Linked DNA regions of Mus musculus: all the other regions are linked to region 1. A link is a contact called in public HiChIP or PLAC-seq and promoter capture Hi-C data. All regions are on one chromosome and are shown on one strand. The core of a region is the stretch at or near the end of the contact, and the rest is flanking DNA. Distances in the headings are between cores, read along the strand shown.

Region 1 (2,700 bases), core at 174-2,673:
CACATTCAGGTAACTGATCTACCTCTGAGTCATATGCCCAGTTCCCCAGTAAAGCCTGTAGGTTGCTGAGGCTGACTTCACTCCACCCCCCTACACATACTACCCCCTGTGCGCACACACAAACACACAACACAGTGGGCTGAAGGCTACTGTAGGCGATTCAAAGCTGCTGAGATGCCACAGTGCATCTCAGGAACTGCTCTATGCCATCCCTTCCTCTGACCTTCTCTCCAACTACCCTAGTTGACCAGCCTCTACCTCCACACCTATCAGACTCAGTTGCTTATGTGGGTCTCATAACACCTACATCTTATGTCGCTTTTTTCTTTTTCTTGGTTTTTCAAGACAGGGTTTCTCTGTGTAGCCCTGGCTGTCCTGGAACTCACTCTGTAGACCAGGCTGACCTCGAACTCAGAAATCCGCCTACCTCTGCCTCCCAAGTGCTGGGATTAAAGGCGTGCGCCACCACTGCCCGGCTCCACTGCTCTTTTGGGCTCCAGGTATATACCCCTTAAACCCTGTCATCCTGAAAGCCCATGGCCAGACCCCTGCCAGGCACTGAGTCTAAGAGGGAAAGAAGACCCACTGAGCTACTCTACCTCCAAAGCGCGTCTCAGGGGCTCCCGAAGGACCTTGGTTAGTACATTTCCCCTTTCCATAGCCAAAACCTGCAAAAAGACATGGTCAGCTCACCGTGATCACAGCAAGCCTTATGACTGCAGCGTTTGTCCAGGGAGGTGAAGACCGCAGACGCCTGACTCCCACTGAGTCTGGGACTAGAAAGCTGTCTTCTGAGGCTGGATGCGGTAAACTACACATCCCTGCGCGCTCTAAGAGCAGCTGCAGGTGGAACGCAGACCCGCTAGGTCCAGCCCCTGGCCTTGCCCAAGCCGGTGGGCTTAAGTGGCCTCCGAGCTCCACCAGGCACTACCTTCCTGCCTTGAGGCGGGCGGGCGGGCTGTGGGGAGGGCTCCCCGCGCTGCCCAGCTCCGCACTGTGGCCGGCGCCCCGACCGACTCTCACCTGTGTCTCCTACCGAAGCCAGCACCGGGCTGGGCACATAGCACATAAACGTCGGCCGAAAGCCGAAGAGATGGGGGTGCAGGTCCCCGCCATGGGGGCGCTCACAGTCTAGCTGGGGGAGACAAGACCGGCGCTCATAGAACGCAGGAGCTGTAAGCGACAACGAGAGCGGCTTCACCGCGGGCCGCCGCCGCCCGCGCCCCCCGGCCCTGCCCCAGCCGCGCGCCGCTCACCGTCGGGAACCACAAGGCTCCGCGTCCGCGATAGAGGGGGCGCGCCCTGCCGCCGCGCGTAGCCCGACATCGCCGCGCCCTAACCCGGCCGCGGCCCCATGGCCCGCAAGGCAGTCGCCGGCCCCTGCCTCATCCGGCTCGGCGGGCCGGAAGCCAGCGCCGAACGCCGCGGGGCGGGGTCGGAAGCGGAAGTGACCGCAGAAGCGCGGCGGCGCGATGGCGACGGCAGTGTGGGCGGCTGCGCGGCTGCTTCGGGGATCTGCGGTGCTGTGCGCGCGGCCCAGGTGAGCCGAGGCCTGTCTCGGTGCGAGGAAGGGAGGACTCGGGGGAGTTGGTACCGGGGGGAACTGGAAGAGAAGAATGGGCCTCTGGATCAGAGCACAGGCGCCTTGGGCCTGGAGAAGGAGCTGGGGACTGGAACCTGGTTGGGAGTGGTCGGCAGAGTCCCTCGGCTGGAGCCTTTAGACCAAAGCGAAGCCCTGAGGGGCCGGGCTTGCCCAGGCCCATATGCACAGGAACTCGTTTCTCACGCAGCCTGCTGATCAGAGTGGACAGTGAAGCCCCAAAGACCGGGGTCGAAGAGATGGCTCAGTAGTTAGGCCTACTGACTGCTTCCCCTGGGTTTGGCTACCAGCGCCCATTTGGTGGCTCACAACCATCTATCTATAACTCCACTATCCAGGGGATCCAAAGCCCTCTTCTGACCTCCATGGACAACGGGCATGCCTGTGATGAACATACATCCGTGACATAAAATAAGACTAAATATTTTGCTGCTCTGCTGTAGGTTTGGATCTCCTGCACACAGACGGTTCAGCAGTGGTGCCACCTACCCCAACATCCCCCTCTCTTCTCCCTTGCCTGGAGTACCCAAGCCTATTTTTGCAACAGTTGATGGACAGGAAAAGTTTGAAACCAAAGTTACCACTCTGGACAATGGGCTTCGTGTGGCATCTCAAAATAAGTTTGGACAATTCTGTACCGTAGGAAGTAAGTTCTATTGGCCATTGTTTTGAAAACTTTCTGTTGATTAAATGTTTTGAATATTTGGCTTAACCTGTCCATTTTCTTTTTATTACCAGTTCTTATTAATTCAGGATCACGATATGAAGCGAAATATCTTAGTGGAATAGCTCATTTTTTGGAAAAATTGGCATTTTCGGTCAGTGTCTAATTTGTAATTTTTATAAGTTTTCAGTTTTCCTTTTTAAGAACTTGTATTAGTTAAGGATCTGAATATGAAGTTGGTGCTCACAAAAGACTTCTGACATGATTTTGTGTGTTTGAAAGCAAATGTACACTTAATGGATTTTGGGTTATTTACTTAAGCTTAATTATTTTTATAGTCCACTGCTCGATTTGACAGCAAAGACGAAATCCTGCTTACGCTGGAAAAACATGGTGGTATCTGTGACTGCCAGACCTCAAGGTATTTCATGTCCAT
Region 2 (2,700 bases), core at 154-2,653, 960 kb before region 1:
GCCAGGCTCTAAGAGCAGAAAGATGCTAGGCTTACATGAATATGGAGTAGGTGGGGAGGTGGGTGGTGTTGGGGTAGCAAGTAAACCTCTTATATAAGGGACAACCTGTCTTCTCAGTCACCCCTGCTTTCCAGCCCCTTTTGTGCAGTCTGGCTAGAGCAGGGAGGCCTGATCTGGTAGTCACAATGGATGACTGTGGTAAATTTTCACAGTTGTGATGTCTCAGCATCATTTTGAATATAAACCTAACTTTCTCAGGTCAGAATTAGGGCTCTCTGACCTGTAGCAGTTTCCGGTTATGCACACCCAGCCCTTCACGTGGTGTGTCTAGCTCTTCATACCTGGTAAGCATTTCTGCTGCCCTGCCCGCTGGGCATCTGCCTCACCTGCATGGAAATCGCAGGTGGACTGCAGTGACCCCAGGCATATGCACCTTACGTGTTCTAAATTCAGTTAAAACTATGTAAGAAATGTGTTTGGATGATACCCTGGACCTCAAAACAGCTGTCTCCACCTGCAGAGAGAGAGAGAGAGAGAGAGAGAGAGAGAGAGAGAGAGTATTTTGGACAGGGTCTCATGTTGCGCAGGCTAGCTTTGAATTCTCTATATAACCAAGGATGACCTTGAATACTTCATCCCTTCTGCCTCTGCCTTTTTGATGCTGGGATTACACGTGCGTGGTTGCTCTCTATTATTTATTTTATTGAGATATGGTCTCTCTATGTAGACCAGTGTGGACTTGAACTCACAAAGATCTGCTTTTCTCTGCCTCCCTGAGCTGAGCGCTGGGTTAAAGGTAAATCTGCCATGACCTGCTGTTGCTCTGCATTTTGATAATCTAGGTAAACGCCATTTCATCAGCAGGTGGTGGCTCGTCTATGAGGAACACAGAATGCTTTTGTGAAGGTGGTCGAACTACCGCAGTCCCTCTCATCAGGCTCCTCTTTAAAATATCTAAGTCACATCGTGTTGTTGCACCTCAAGCCGCGATGGGATTCTCCTAACGGACCAATGTCTCTCCTCTAAATGAGTGACTGACCCTGCTTCCTGTCTCTACAAGTGAGGAGGGTCAATCTAATGGTGACCAAGCCTCCTTCAGTTTTCCAAACAGGACAGTAAACACCTTGGGTACCCCTCTGCGTAAATCTCTCAATTGGAGACTCATATTTGGAATCTCCTGGGAGAAGCATAGGGTACCTGCGTTCTCCCTAGACCTCGGAAAGGTGCGAGCCGGGATCTTGGTTTAGATGGGGGCTGTGAGGGATCTTGGAAACACTGCATTATGGGTCCAGTGAGCAGCGAGGCCTAGTGCTGTGCGCAGGTGCAGGCGGGCGCGGGCGCCCCCTGGCGGCTACCCGGGCGCAGAGACGCCTTTAAGTGGGGGCGACGGGCGCGGGCGCGACGAGTCTCTGTAGCTGCGGCCGCCGGGGCGGAGCCTGCGAGCAGCAGGTCCTGGACTCTCGAGCGCCCCGCCCCCGCGCGGGCGATGCCGAGCGGCGCGGCCGGCAGCGGGGCCCGGCGGGGCGCGCAGAGGACAGGGCCGCGGCGCTGAAGCGGCGGAGCGCGGCCCGGCCATGGGCTTCCTGCACCAGCTGCAGCTGCTGCTCTGGAAGAACGTGACGCTGAAGCGCCGGAGCCCGGTGAGCGAGCCGCGCCCGCCCTTAGGGGCTCGCAGGCCGCGCGCCCAATTTGCCGGTGCGCTCTCCGCGTGCACGTGCAGTGTCCAGGCGCGCGCAGACCCCGGGAGGGCGCCACCGGAGACCCTGTTCGGGGCCGGACGATTCCGCGGGCTTCCGGGCCTCCGGCAGTGGGTTCGGCTGTGCCCTGGTCCGCTGACACTCGCAGCGCACGGCTGAGTCACGGGCCGGCGCCCTCCGCAGCGCTTTCTGGCAGGCTGGGGTGGGGGCAGGTGGTCCCTGGACTTCAGCTAGAGCTAGGTGCAGGTTCCTGGTCCAGAGCGCTAGCTGGGACACACCATTCAGCTTAGGGACTCAGAGCCCTGGTCCCATCATCTCTGGGGCCCCCATAGGAACCTGTCTTTTCATTCCCTTTACTGGTACTCTGCCCTTGGGCAAGCACCTTAGGCTGAAGCTGGTACCAAACAGCCTTCGCCGCCGCTGCTACCGCCCTCCTCCTCTTCCTCCTCCTCCTCCTCTTCCTCCACCACTACCACCACCACCACCACCACCACCTTCTCCTCCCTTCATCTCCTTTCCTAACCCATCCTGGCAAGTCACAACCCTTACTCCTGCTTTCTCATCCCTGGGAATGTCCTTGTTGTGTGGACTCAACCTGTTAAATCCCAGCACCCTTTGGGGCCAGTTTCTCCTGAGGCTGCTCCTCTGATTTCTCCTGCCTTGGGCCTCTCTTGGGGCTGGGTTCTGCTGAGCTTCTTAGTACCTGTCTAGGCCAGGCAGGGTATAAAGAGTGTTGGGGTACGAGTCCTGTGTGAGGAGCAGGATGCCAGGCACGGATGGCGTTTGCAGTGTTGGTTTTCATCCCAGTCCCTGGAAGAGCAAGGGCATCCAGAGAGTCCTGGGCCAGCAAGAGTGTCCGAGGGCCCTTGGGATTTTCCAGGATGGAGACAAGAGAGTGCAGGACCTAAAAGAAGGGCCTTAACCAGCTCATACCCAGGGACCCCTTGGGCAGCAACACTCCACCTATGTTCTTTGAGTACTTTAGATTCATAATAAGAAACTC
Region 3 (2,700 bases), core at 121-2,620, 990 kb before region 1:
ACACACCTTTAATCCCAGCACTCGGGAGGCAGAGGCAGGCAGATTTCTGAGTTCGAGGCCAGCCTGGTCTACAAAGTGAGTTCCAGGACAGCCAGTGCTATACAGAGGAACCCTGTCTCGGGAAAAAAAAAAAGCGTGGACTTCTCCCTTGCTTCTTTTATGGAAAATTAGCTCAGACTATTTCTGTTCAGTCAATGCCTCTTGAGGGCTGGGTTGGGATGGTAGCCGCTAGTGAGCGCATGCGCGCACGCACGCGCGCGCACAGAGAGAGAGAGAGAGAGAGAGAGAGAGAGAGAGAGAGAGAGAGAGAGAATCATTTGATAAATGTATAAACCTGCACTGACAGCCTCCTCTTTAAGTTTGTGAGCCTGAAGGACGGGAAGAAGTGGAGGGCTGAGGAACTCAACCTTGTTCTTTTCTCTGTGTGTGGTGTTTGTGTTTTTTGCATGTGACAAGGGTCTCTGTGTAACCTTGGCTGTTGTCCTGGAACTTACTTTGTAGACCTGGCTGGCCTTGAACTTACAGAGATCTGCTTGCTTCTGCCTCCGAGTGCACCACCATCGTCCAGGCCTGTTTTTCATTCTTAAGATAGGGTCTCATTATATATTCATGACTGTCCTGGAACTCGATATGTAGACTAGGCTGGTCTCAGCATCTTGAGAGATGGGATTAAAGGCAGGAACCACCACACTGATCTTCAACATTGCCTTCATGACTCAACCAGGGGGAGGTCTCTGGCGGGGGTGGAGTGTGCTCAAAGGGGACTGCACATGAATGGTGATCACCAGGCACCATGCATGTTCCATGTTGTGTGACTCAAGGGAGCTGAAAGCCATTACCTGGGATCATGACCACCTTGGACAGCTCCCAGACAACTGTCAACTACGTCAAGTTACTCTCGCCCCCTGGTGGTACCATTCGGGAGCGAGTCTGGCTTGATCTTGTGAGCCTCTTGTATGCTTTTCTTCCTGGTTTTAGAAAGCCCGGGCACGTCTCTGAGTACACCTGTATATCTCTATACACCTCTTTATCCTTTGTGGGATACATTTTGCAAACCTGCAACAGTCAGCCTAGTCTACATAGCCAGGATTTGTCCCTGGTGTTCCCCTAGTCTAAGGTCCTCCATTCTAACAGGGTGAGTGGTGAGGGTTTGGCAGTCGGACCACTAAGAAGAAGGCGTGCATCCTGGGACGCCCACCGTTAGTCAATTCCAAGTCAGATTCTTGGGTAATGAATGAGGAGGCATTCTGCTGTAGAGGCTAGAGGGCCCGAAGCACTCAGACGCCTGACAAAAGGGGACCCCCCAACAGGATGCAGAGGGAGGGGGCTCAGACTAGAGGAGATGTCCCGCCCCCGCAGGTGGAGCGCGCAGGCGCACTCCCGACACTTTTCTCTGGCCGCCGCGCCTCCATCCCATCCCGGATCCATTGCCGCAACGTCAGCGCCACCGCCTCCTCTTTTCCTCTTCCTCCTCCGCCCCTCTCGCTTCCCGGCTTCTCCAGTCGCAGTTCCCGGAGTGGGTACCGAGCCCGGGGCCGTGGGGTGCCATGCTGCCCGGGTAGCGGCGCTGAAGCATGGCGACGCCCGTCCCTCCGCCTTCCCCGCGGCACCTGCGGCTGCTACGGCTGCTGCTCTCCGGCCTCATCCTGGGAGCGGCCCTGAATGGTGCCACCGCCCGCCGCCCGGGTGAGCGAGCGCTCTGGGCGCAGGCTGTTGGGTGCTCCGGGGCTGGGATTGCGGGGCGGAGAATCCTGCCCCCGGCGCCGCCCTGGTTTTCCCTGCCACCGCCCCGGCCTTACCCAGGCCCACAGGCCAGGCAGGCCCGGTCCGCTGGGCATGGATTGGGTAAACAGGTCAGGCCCGTTGAAGGCCATGCTAGATGAATCTTCTCTCAGGTCCTTGGAGGCGAATGTAGATTTCACGCGCTTTGGGTCTTTGTCTCTGGGTCCCTGAATCAGTCTGGTGTGTGTCTTTGGGTCTGCAGCCATCTGGTTTCTGGTGGCCCATAAGTGGGATCCTGTGTCTTTGTTTGTGTGTCTCTGGGGCTTCCCGTTGGCAGGGTTGTTCTTGGGGTCTGTGGGCCTTGCATGTCAGCCCTGTCGTTCGTTCGTGTGTGTGTGTGTGTGTGTGTGTGTGTGTGTGTGTGTGTGTGTGTGTGTAGAGGGGTTCCCATGGAAGGTCTTAAGGGTTCCAGGTCTAGGGTCTTGTTCCAACTTAGTGGGGTCAAGCTGCCCCATCCCCTGCCCTGAAGGACATGCACCACTGTCCTCTGGTCTGAGGTCTGTGTAGTGACTGTTTAGAAGAGTGTGACTCCCTGACTGGGAGAACATTTTCTCTTTTTTTTCGAGATGGTTTCTCTGTATAGCCTGGCTGTCCTGATCTCACTCTGTAGACCAGGCTGGCCTCAATGCCTGCCTCTGCCTCCCAAGTGCTGGGATTAAAGGCATTCACCACTACTGCCTGGCTCTGGGAGAACATTCTTGACAGATGGGTCCTGAAGCCACAGGATCCAAATTGTATCTCCCCGAGGGGAGTGAAGTGGGAGAGGTTGCCCATATGTTCACTGAGTTCTTCTGGAACTATGTGTGGGAGCTGCTTTGAGCCCAGCTTACAGATGAGGAAGCTGAGGGCATGGAGAGGTGACTGGTACGTGGACTCTAACAAGATCGGTCTGGATATGGGACCTTAAGAGCTGGGCAA
Region 4 (2,700 bases), core at 72-2,571, 850 kb before region 1:
GTGCTTTGTGTGTTCATGGCCCTGTGTTCCATGCCCTGCACTGGCTGCTTCAAATCCCAGCTAAACTCAGAACCTGAGAGTGACTTGAATATTCACTCAATACTCCAGGCTGGCAGGCCACCAAACCCCAGAGATGTTCCTGTCTCTGCTTCTCCAACTTTGAGATTACAGGCGTATGCTGCCGTACCTGACTTTTTTAGATGAGTCCTGGGGGAGACCAGGGAATGAATGCTTGTCCTCAGGTCCTGACCATAAAGGATTACAGAAGACACACTTGTAACAACACATTCAGGCAACAAAGACAAAGCTCAAACTCCCCTAGCAGACACAATCTAAATCTATCAGCATTTATTCAAGCAGAATTCAAATTTAACATTTTAAGAAAATATAGTTGTTAAAACTGAAATTTTGGGGGGTGGGGTGGATGGGTGTGGTTGAGAAAGGGTCTCACTATATAACTTTGCCTGGTCTGGAATTCACTATGTAGACTATAATGATGGGCTGGAGAGAGAGCTCAGTGGTTAGAAGCACTTGTTGCTCTTGCAGCAGACTCAGGTTCAACTCCCAGCTCCCACATGGTGGCTCACAGCCAACCTTAAGTCCAGTTCTAAGGGAGCCAGTGCCCTCTTCTAGTCCCTCTTTGGGCACCAGGTATGCAAGTGATGCACATATACATATACAGATAAAAGCCCATACACATAAAATAAATAAATGTGAAAAGCAAGTCCACGATGAGGCCATGCCGACTGGCACACCTGCCTTCCCAGTTTCAGCTGTTCCCTGGAATCTGTAGCCTGGCTGGCCTGGAACTCACTATGTGGGGACCAGGCTGGCCTGGAACTCACAGAGATCTGGCAGCCTTTGCTTTCCCTAGTGCAGTACCAGGCTTTGCCTTCAGGACAACAGACTTTAATACAGCTTTCAATTCATCTTCAGAATGAAAGACATTATCATAAAGGAAAACAGAGCCAAAGGCTAAGCAGGATTTTTTTCCCATCTTTCAAACATTTTAAATAATTCAAACCATAAAAAAAATGTTTTAGTTACAACCTTAGTTCCAGTGAAAGCTAAGAAATAAAGAGATTTGTGACAGGCAGAAGAGAGGATTATCTGTGGTGATGACTGCACAAAGAGGGTGTAATTTCTTCTCTGGCTTGTGACATTTGCCACCAGCGACAAGTTTTTATCAATAAAATCAGCTAAGGCTGAGCTGTGCCTGCCCTCCCATGTGACCAAACCCAACTCATCTCAGGGACTTTCCAGAGCTCTCAAAGGGTGCAGCCAGGGACTTTCCACTCTGCATGCCTACAAAGCCACATGGCACCAAGCCCATGGCCTGGCTGCAGTTCCTGGCCATCAGTCAGAGGCCCACACAGTCACTGACCTACAGTACCACAGGCCTGGAAGCAACAGAAATCTTGGGGGAATCTAAAGCCTACCACAGGCCTGGGAAGAATTATTCCACTTGCCCCAGGGGTCTCTCAAAACACCTTCAAGAGCAAACAGGTTCTATAGGCCACCATGCCCTACACCCACATTTTCCTGCATCCACCCAATACACCAAGCATGTCACTTCCCTAGGAGCCGTCTCTTTCACAGGCAGCACTAAGCATTTCATTTTAAGGATACAGTGTGGACTATGACTCTTGATCAGGTCCTGACACCATGCTTGAAAAAAATGAGTTTCTTGTTCACCCAAGTGAAGCCCAAACTGCTCAGCTAGAGACTGAAACCTAAAGTGTGACCAGTCAACAGGTCACGGGACATATAGCCAGACACAAGAGGCAGGCATAGGAAAGACAAGGCCTCACTAGCAGCCTGGGCCACCTCTGAACACATGGTCCTCCTGTCTCAGCCTTCTAAGAATAGGGATTATAGGTGTGCATCACCATGTCCAGCGGAATCAAAAACTTCTTTGAAGGTTGTTGACTAAAGCAACAAGAGGAATGAGAAACTTGGTAGACTGGAGGAGTGTCACTTAACCACGTGGCCTCTGTAATGCAGGTTTAACTCAAGATGCCTAAAGGTGACATACTAAAAAAAAAAAAAAAAAAAAAAAAAAAGCTCATGCTAATGTCCACACTACACTGGCCCCTTTCATAGACCACCTCTTCCTCTGGCCTTCTAGATGACTTTCTGTGACCAAAACAAATATACCCATTAGTTAAATAACTTCCAGAGTCAACACAATTCACAGCAAGAAAACTCTTGTGAGTGAGGCAGGGTAGTGCACATCTTTAATCCCAGAACTCAAGAGGCAGAGGCAAGTGGATCTCTGAATTCCAGGACAACAGGGCTATAGAAAGACTGACTCACACCGAGTGTGGTGATGCACGCCTTTAATCCCAGCACTCGGGAGGCAGAGGCAGGCGGATTTCTGAGTTCGAGGCCAGCCTGGTCTACAAAGTGAGCTCCAGGACAGCCAGAGCTATACAGAGAAACCCTGTCTCGAAAAACAAAACAAAAAACAAAAACAAAAAAAAAAAAGACTGACTCAAAAGAAATAGAAAACAAATAACAATAGAGAAATCCCTGGTGGGTATGATATACACCACAGACTCCCACTGAGCTTAAAAGCTGCAGCTTCCTGCAAACAATGAAAACTTTGCAGCCAAAGCAACACAAAGGTGTTACCAAGGCCAGCCTGGCGCTAGCTTCTTATGTAAGGCACTCCCGTCCTACTGTACCTCTGGGGAACTG

Evidence for each region. HiChIP or PLAC-seq counts read pairs in DNA pulled down with a chosen protein or histone mark. Capture Hi-C pulls out chosen DNA fragments and counts their contacts.
Region 2: a promoter capture Hi-C map of adipose tissue shows a contact between it and region 1, with 2.6 times the contacts expected there. The contact joins the promoter of Abca2 here to the promoter of Entr1 in region 1. A contact is called at or near these places in 5 of 39 promoter capture datasets (the C10 cell line, embryonic stem cells, hippocampal neurons and 2 more) and 1 of 9 other capture datasets (adipose tissue).
Region 3: an HNF4G HiChIP or PLAC-seq map of pancreatic cancer cells shows a contact between it and region 1. The contact joins the promoter of Npdc1 here to the promoter of Entr1 in region 1. A contact is called at or near these places in 1 of 39 promoter capture datasets (the SN4741 cell line) and 2 of 115 datasets of contacts at active chromatin or transcription factors (bone marrow-derived macrophages and pancreatic cancer cells).
Region 4: a contact with region 1 is called in an HNF4G HiChIP or PLAC-seq map of pancreatic cancer cells. The contact joins the enhancer-like site here to the promoter of Entr1 in region 1. A contact is called at or near these places in 9 of 39 promoter capture datasets (the 3T3-L1 cell line, the C10 cell line, the HPC-7 cell line and 6 more) and 1 of 115 datasets of contacts at active chromatin or transcription factors (pancreatic cancer cells).

The regions. Positions count from the first base shown.
Region 1 is chr2:26,387,893-26,390,592 of GRCm38.p6, forward strand. Entr1 (endosome associated trafficking regulator 1) reads right to left here and starts at 1,424. Exons shown (of 10, transcript NM_026563.3): 1 at 1,257-1,424; 2 at 1,024-1,173; 3 at 600-668. The coding sequence starts at 1,326. Pmpca (peptidase (mitochondrial processing) alpha) reads left to right here and starts at 1,456. Exons shown (of 13, transcript NM_173180.3): 1 at 1,456-1,540; 2 at 2,044-2,246; 3 at 2,339-2,418; 4 at 2,603-2,685. The coding sequence starts at 1,473.
Region 2 is chr2:25,427,196-25,429,895 of GRCm38.p6, forward strand. It overlaps Abca2 (ATP-binding cassette, sub-family A (ABC1), member 2), which reads left to right and starts at 1,404. Exons shown (of 49, transcript NM_001368624.1): 1 at 1,404-1,640. The coding sequence starts at 1,575.
Region 3 is chr2:25,401,680-25,404,379 of GRCm38.p6, forward strand. It overlaps Npdc1 (neural proliferation, differentiation and control 1), which reads left to right and starts at 1,371. Exons shown (of 9, transcript NM_008721.4): 1 at 1,371-1,686. The coding sequence starts at 1,575.
Region 4 is chr2:25,533,085-25,535,784 of GRCm38.p6, forward strand. The region is part of intron 4 of Traf2 (TNF receptor-associated factor 2); the gene reads right to left. Among named protein-coding and RNA genes, the nearest start is that of Traf2, 13 kb to the right of the region's middle. Within about 2 kb of position 1,322, at least 187 of the 459 cell types and tissues checked have an H3K27ac peak or open chromatin away from gene starts, as enhancers often do. A contact at or near this core is called in hematopoietic stem and progenitor cells, liver and pancreatic cancer cells, where this site is marked.